Linked DNA regions of Sus scrofa: region 2 is linked to region 1. A link is a contact called in public Hi-C data. All regions are on one chromosome and are shown on one strand. The core of a region is the stretch at or near the end of the contact, and the rest is flanking DNA. Distances in the headings are between cores, read along the strand shown. Region 1 holds the start of MGAT4A (mannosyl (alpha-1,3-)-glycoprotein beta-1,4-N-acetylglucosaminyltransferase, isozyme A). Region 2 overlaps MGAT4A (mannosyl (alpha-1,3-)-glycoprotein beta-1,4-N-acetylglucosaminyltransferase, isozyme A).

Region 1 (2,847 bases), core at 90-2,589:
TCACATTTATTGAGAACCTGTTATGTGCTGGGTGACTGTGTTTAAGTACTGCTAAGAACTTGGTTTCATTCCGTTTTCTGAACAGCTTTGCTGGCTGGGAGGTGATCTCCAGATTTCCTGAGTTAAATCAATGTTAAGTGATATATCCTGGCTTCTAGTGTTGCATTGTTGCATTTTCTAAATGCCTAAATAGTCCCAGTTTACACCCGGGGTGGTGGTGGTGGTAGGGTTAATCATTGGGAAAACTACATCTATTTTATGATGATGACCAATAGGCATCATAACTGTAACTTTTTTTTTTTTGCTTTTTAGGACCGCACCCACTGCATATGGAGGTTCCCAGGCTAGGGGTCGAATCGGAGATACAGCTGCCAGTGTACACCACAACCACAGCAATGCGGGATCTGAGCCTCATCTGTGACCTACATTCCAGCTCAGCAATGCCGGATCCTTAACCTACTGAGCAAGGCCAGGGATCGAGGCCCGTACCGTCATGGTTCTTAATTGGATTTGTTTCCTCTGCTCCACTACGGGAACTCCATAACCATAACCTTTTTATTCATTATGAGAACCAGAGGAGCCAGCACGGGTAATGATGTCATTCCGGGGGCGGGGGGGGTGAAACCACAAGGCTGAGATAAGTGACATGCCCGAAGTCACATAGGTAATGATGGAGCTGCGTCTAGGATCTAGGGCTTTTGACCCTTGAAAATTGTAGTCTGTCAGTTTTCTTGAACAATTTGAAAATATTAACTATTTACTTATTGTGCAGTAAAAGGATTGAGGAAAGTGAAGATGATGTCACAAGGGATCCACTGAGTGATCTTTATAGAGTTCTCAGCTTGGAATCTGTGGCTTATTATTTAATGAGCCTCAGCACTTCCCCCTTTGCATAAATAACGAGACCTTTATCTCCACAGATCAGACCAAGCCAAGGAGAGTGTATAGTTGGAAGCTTTTTGCTCTGGAGGAAAACAACCATATCATTCTCATATATTAAATGAGTCCGTTTCGCCCAGCCAAAAATCTGTTTATTACAGTGACTCATAAATAAAGAAACCAATATTTTGCATCAAGCAAGTTTTTCTTTCTCTCTTCCCCCTGAATAGGAAGAAAGAAGCCTGAGACATCCACCTATGAAGACTGTACGACAATCCTGACTAGTAATTGTGGATGGTGTGGCTGCCAGACTTAATTCTGCCCAGCATCTGAAATGAAGCTCTCCTATTGATGGTTTTGATTGGTCTAGAGCCAGGAGAGCTGGATTTAGTTGACTTCAAGATAAAAAGAAACAGTCTTGGTTATCATCATAAACATTTGAACCAGTGATGGTGAAATGAGATGAGGCTCCGAAATGGAACTGTAGCCACTGTTTTAGCATTTATCACTTCGTTCCTTACTTTATCTTGGTATACCACGTGGCAAAATGGGAAAGGTAAGGAAAATATCTCCAAAAATGTGCCTGGAATGTCCTAGGTTTTTTGCTTTGTCAAGTGTGCACCAGTGCTTAAGTTAAATGCCCCTGCAGTCTGCATGTTGCATGCTATCTGCTGGCAGCCTGCCAGTTTCTTTCTGACACAAAAATGAAACAGTATTCTTGGACAGAGGAGGCAGACTTTCTGATTTGAATGGGCTTTGTTTTGTTGTGGATTTTTTGTAATTGCACTCAGAGAAACATGCTCATCAGTGGTTTATATTATAAGCGGCAGCCAAGTTGAATAATAAAGACTTTTGTTTGGGCATTTTATTTCTTATTATTAAACATCATAAATGTTTAATAAGCTTCCTTGCACCGGATGTTGTACAAAACACTTAAAAGGACACAATCAGTGCCTTCAAGAAATTTACATGCTGATTATACTAATGATTAGGTGCTGTGTAGTTAATGATTTAAACCGCATGTGTTGACAGATTGCTCTTTAGGCAAAGGTATTTATGAAGTGGGTGAGATGGAATTTGGATTTGAAAAATTTTTTTAATTTAAATTAATTTTGTTTAGACTATTAAACTGTTTTTTTTAAAGGAATGTTATTTGTTTAGTGATTGGAACCACATTCAAGAACAATGCAGTTGGCTTTTTTGAAGAGAAAATATTTGCAGTAAATTCCTACCCTTCCTTTTTATGTCTCCTTTCCTTATGTTAATTTAAGGAACATTGTTGGCAGGAAGAATGGAGGTTTATATTTGGTATTTTAGAGTTCTTGTCACCTGGTTATTTGAAGGCGCTATTGCTGGCCTTATTTTATTGACTTGTATGAAGGTAACAAATGATGTATTTATAACAGTTTTTTTCTTTGTGTGTGTGTGTAATATAATCTGATATTGGTAGAAAAACATGCTCTGTGTTTTGAGCAAATACTGTATTCTTTTTCTCTTTTCTCTGAGTCGGGCTCTAATTTTGGAAGGAACTCTTTGGGGAAGAATGAATGAAAAACCTGTTAAAGACTTTCCTTCTTCGCAGACAAATATATACATCTTAGATTTTTTAATTGTTCCAAAAGGGGACAACTTATTTAAGAAGAATTTTGAGTAGTTAATCAAACTATTACTTGTCAGAGTTCCGTGGTAGTGCAATGAATTATGGATCTGGCACTGTCACTGCTGTGGTTCAGGTCGCTGCTGTGGCGCAGGTTCAATCCCTGGCCCAGCTGGGGAACTTCTGCATGCTGTGAGTGTGGCCAAACAACAAAAAATGGAGAACTATTACTTGTCCCTGACATGAACAGAACAGATGACTGGCCTTAAAAGTCTACTTAGGGTATGAGAGAAATGACCATAGAAAGAGTATATGGATTTTTTTCTTATCAGGAAATTTATCTATTCAGAGAGCTATGGTAACAGAGAAAC
Region 2 (2,700 bases), core at 201-2,700, 40 kb after region 1:
TGTTTCATCATGGATACTTTTGGGAGTGTCTGAGCTGTTCCCTCTCTGAGAAATTCAAGTGAAATGAATGCCAATCATCTTCTGTTTCTTTGCTGTTCTTCTTCTAATGATAAACTTGATATATGTAGGTAATTGTCTGAAAATCTGTGTAATCTTCCAAGATGAATACACTTTTTCATGTAGCATTAGCTGTTATAATCCTTCACCATTAATTCCTCTCATCTTGGGATTCGCAACCTTCCCTTCCTTTATTTTTAAGGATTCATGTTCCTTTCTTCCCCTCCTGATTATAAAATTTGTATTATGGCACAGTAACATTTAAAATTATGGAGTGATTAACATTCCTGGTTTTCTTCTAGTCTTTTTCCCATGCATATTCTTCTTCAAAATTGTGATTGTGTGTTTTATGGCCTTATTTTCACTCTTAAAATTATTAGAGCAGTTTGCTATGCCATTGAATATTCTTTAAAAATACCATTTTTAACTGGCTATATAAATATGTCAGCTAATCATAGACCATAATAGGTTAAATATTTTTCTACATTTAGGAGAATAAGATTTTTCTGGATGGCTTTTGTCCCCCAGTTTATAACTGTGAAAAATATCTCTCTATATAAATCAATTAAATTTATGGTAGGCTTTGAGTTATTTTCATTAGATTATAACGTTCTTAAAAACATAATCTATGTTATGATGCCTGCTGATTTCTAAACACATGGTACAGTTGCTGGAACAAAATAGGTAATCACTAAATAATTATTGGATGCATAAAATTTAAATTCCTAAAAGGAAAGTTACTTAATAATAGGTGAGGATTTTCAATGTTGTTCTGAATAGCTGAAACATCGATCGCATTATCACCCAAATTTAATATGATCATTTAATCTGCTAGTTTAATTTGATAGGTGGGCGTTGGCTTGTAATTTGTAGTTGTTTCTTTAACATAAGAGTAAACTTTAATTTCATGTGTGGTCATTATTTTCCTTTCACTTGAGAACTTTCAGATCTGAATTTTTGGAATATTTTAGTGGAGTTTTCATATTGTTCTGTATGAAATTGTTGAAGCTACAAGTCCTTACTGCTAACCTCTTTATTTAAAGGTTTCAGTTCTGGTTCAGTGGAATTTTAAAACAGCATTGCTTATCCTATCAAGGTTTTATTTTATATTAAATGGTTCATTGGTCCCTCTCATAAAAACTGAAAAATGATTTGAAAGTTATGAACTGTACCAAACATTCTCTACTTGTGCTCTTTAACTTACTGTACTTGAATTTTAAAAAATCTTCTACGTGAAATTTTGGTAAAATTTGATAGCATCAAAAAGTGCTGCCAGTCATTGTAGTTGTTGTTATCGCAATTTCATGAATGGATAGTGTATTTGGAGTCTGTTCCGTCGGGCTTGAGTTCTGACACATTATACAAGAGTGATTCATACCCCACCTTCTCCTGGTACTTTGGCTGACCTTTTAACTTCATTCAGACTGTTCTCAACATTATGACTCTGTGAGACGCTGGTTGCACAAGTGTCAGTGGAAATCCCATTCATCAAAGCATGAAAAGAAAATTCTTTCAGTTCTCATACATTTTTACTGCTGTGTTTGTGAAACCAGCAATTTCTACAAGTAAAATATTACCGTGGGTTGATGGATGTTTCTGTGTTTCAGATGATACCCTAAAGCTATTAAAGGAGTTAACAAGCAAAAAACCTCTTCAAGTGCCAAGTATTTATTATCATTTGCCTCATTTATTACAAAATGAAGGGAGCCTTCAACCTGCTGTGCAAATTGGTAATGGACGAACAGGAGGTAGGTTTATTTTATTTCTTGTTGTGGTGGCATTCCTGGTCTCAATTGGGTCTTGGGAGTATTACATTGACCATTAGAAGTCTGGCAGGTCAAATAATAAAAATTCTTGACCTGTGCCTAGTAACTTGAAAGGAGTTGGACAGTTTTCTCTAAAGACCAGAGTAATAGTGCTGAAAAGGCTCAGGAGACATCTAGTTCAAGCTGTATCACTAGCAAAACAATGTTTAACCTTTCTATTTAAAAAATGGGTAAGGAGTTCCTGCTATGGCGCAGTGGGTTAAGAATCTGAATGCAGTGGCTGGGGTTGCTGTGGAGGTGCAGGTTTGATCCCCTGCCCAGCCAGTGGATTAAAGGATCTGGTATGTTGCAGCTGTGGCTTAGATTTAGGCACTGGCCTGGGAACTTCCTTATGCCGTGGGTGTGGCCATCAAATAAATAAATAAATAATAGGGAGGTAGAGAAATGATTTTTTTCTCCCTCTCTCTCTCTCTCTTTTTTTTTTTTTTTGCTTTTTAGGGCTGCCGCCTCAGCATGTAGAGGTTCTCAGGCTAGGGGTTGAATCCGAGCTATAGCTGCCGGCCTATACCATAGAGCCGAGTCTTCGACCTACACCATAGCTCATGGCAATGCCGGATGCTTAACCCACTGAGTGAGGCCAGGGATCAAACGTGCGTCCCCATGGATGCTAGTCAGATTCATTTCAGCTGAGCCACGACGGGAACTCTGACGGTTTTTTTTCTTATATCTTATTTCAATATTAATAGCTCTTACAGTCATCTCAAGAAAGTTTTTCATGCATCTGCCTCTACTTTTTCTTACAGAAATAAAGATATATCATCACTTACATTTAACCTTTCATGGAATAATACAAGTACTTTGGTTTGCTTCTTTTTTC

The links. A called contact is a pair of places that touch in the nucleus more often than the background predicts.
Region 2: a Hi-C map of alveolar macrophages shows a contact between it and region 1, with 2.6 times the contacts expected there. A contact is called at or near these places in 12 of 47 Hi-C or Micro-C datasets (alveolar macrophages, blood, embryonic fibroblasts and 8 more) and 2 of 2 datasets of targeted methods (alveolar macrophages and skeletal muscle).

What each region holds. Positions count from the first base shown.
Region 1 is chr3:55,563,594-55,566,440 of Sscrofa11.1, forward strand. MGAT4A (mannosyl (alpha-1,3-)-glycoprotein beta-1,4-N-acetylglucosaminyltransferase, isozyme A) reads left to right here and starts at 1,340. Exons shown (of 15, transcript NM_001315622.1): 1 at 1,340-1,435. The coding sequence starts at 1,342.
Region 2 is chr3:55,603,586-55,606,285 of Sscrofa11.1, forward strand. MGAT4A (mannosyl (alpha-1,3-)-glycoprotein beta-1,4-N-acetylglucosaminyltransferase, isozyme A) reads left to right here. Exons shown (of 15, transcript NM_001315622.1): 3 at 1,665-1,805. Among named protein-coding and RNA genes, the nearest start is that of MGAT4A, 40 kb to the left of the region's middle.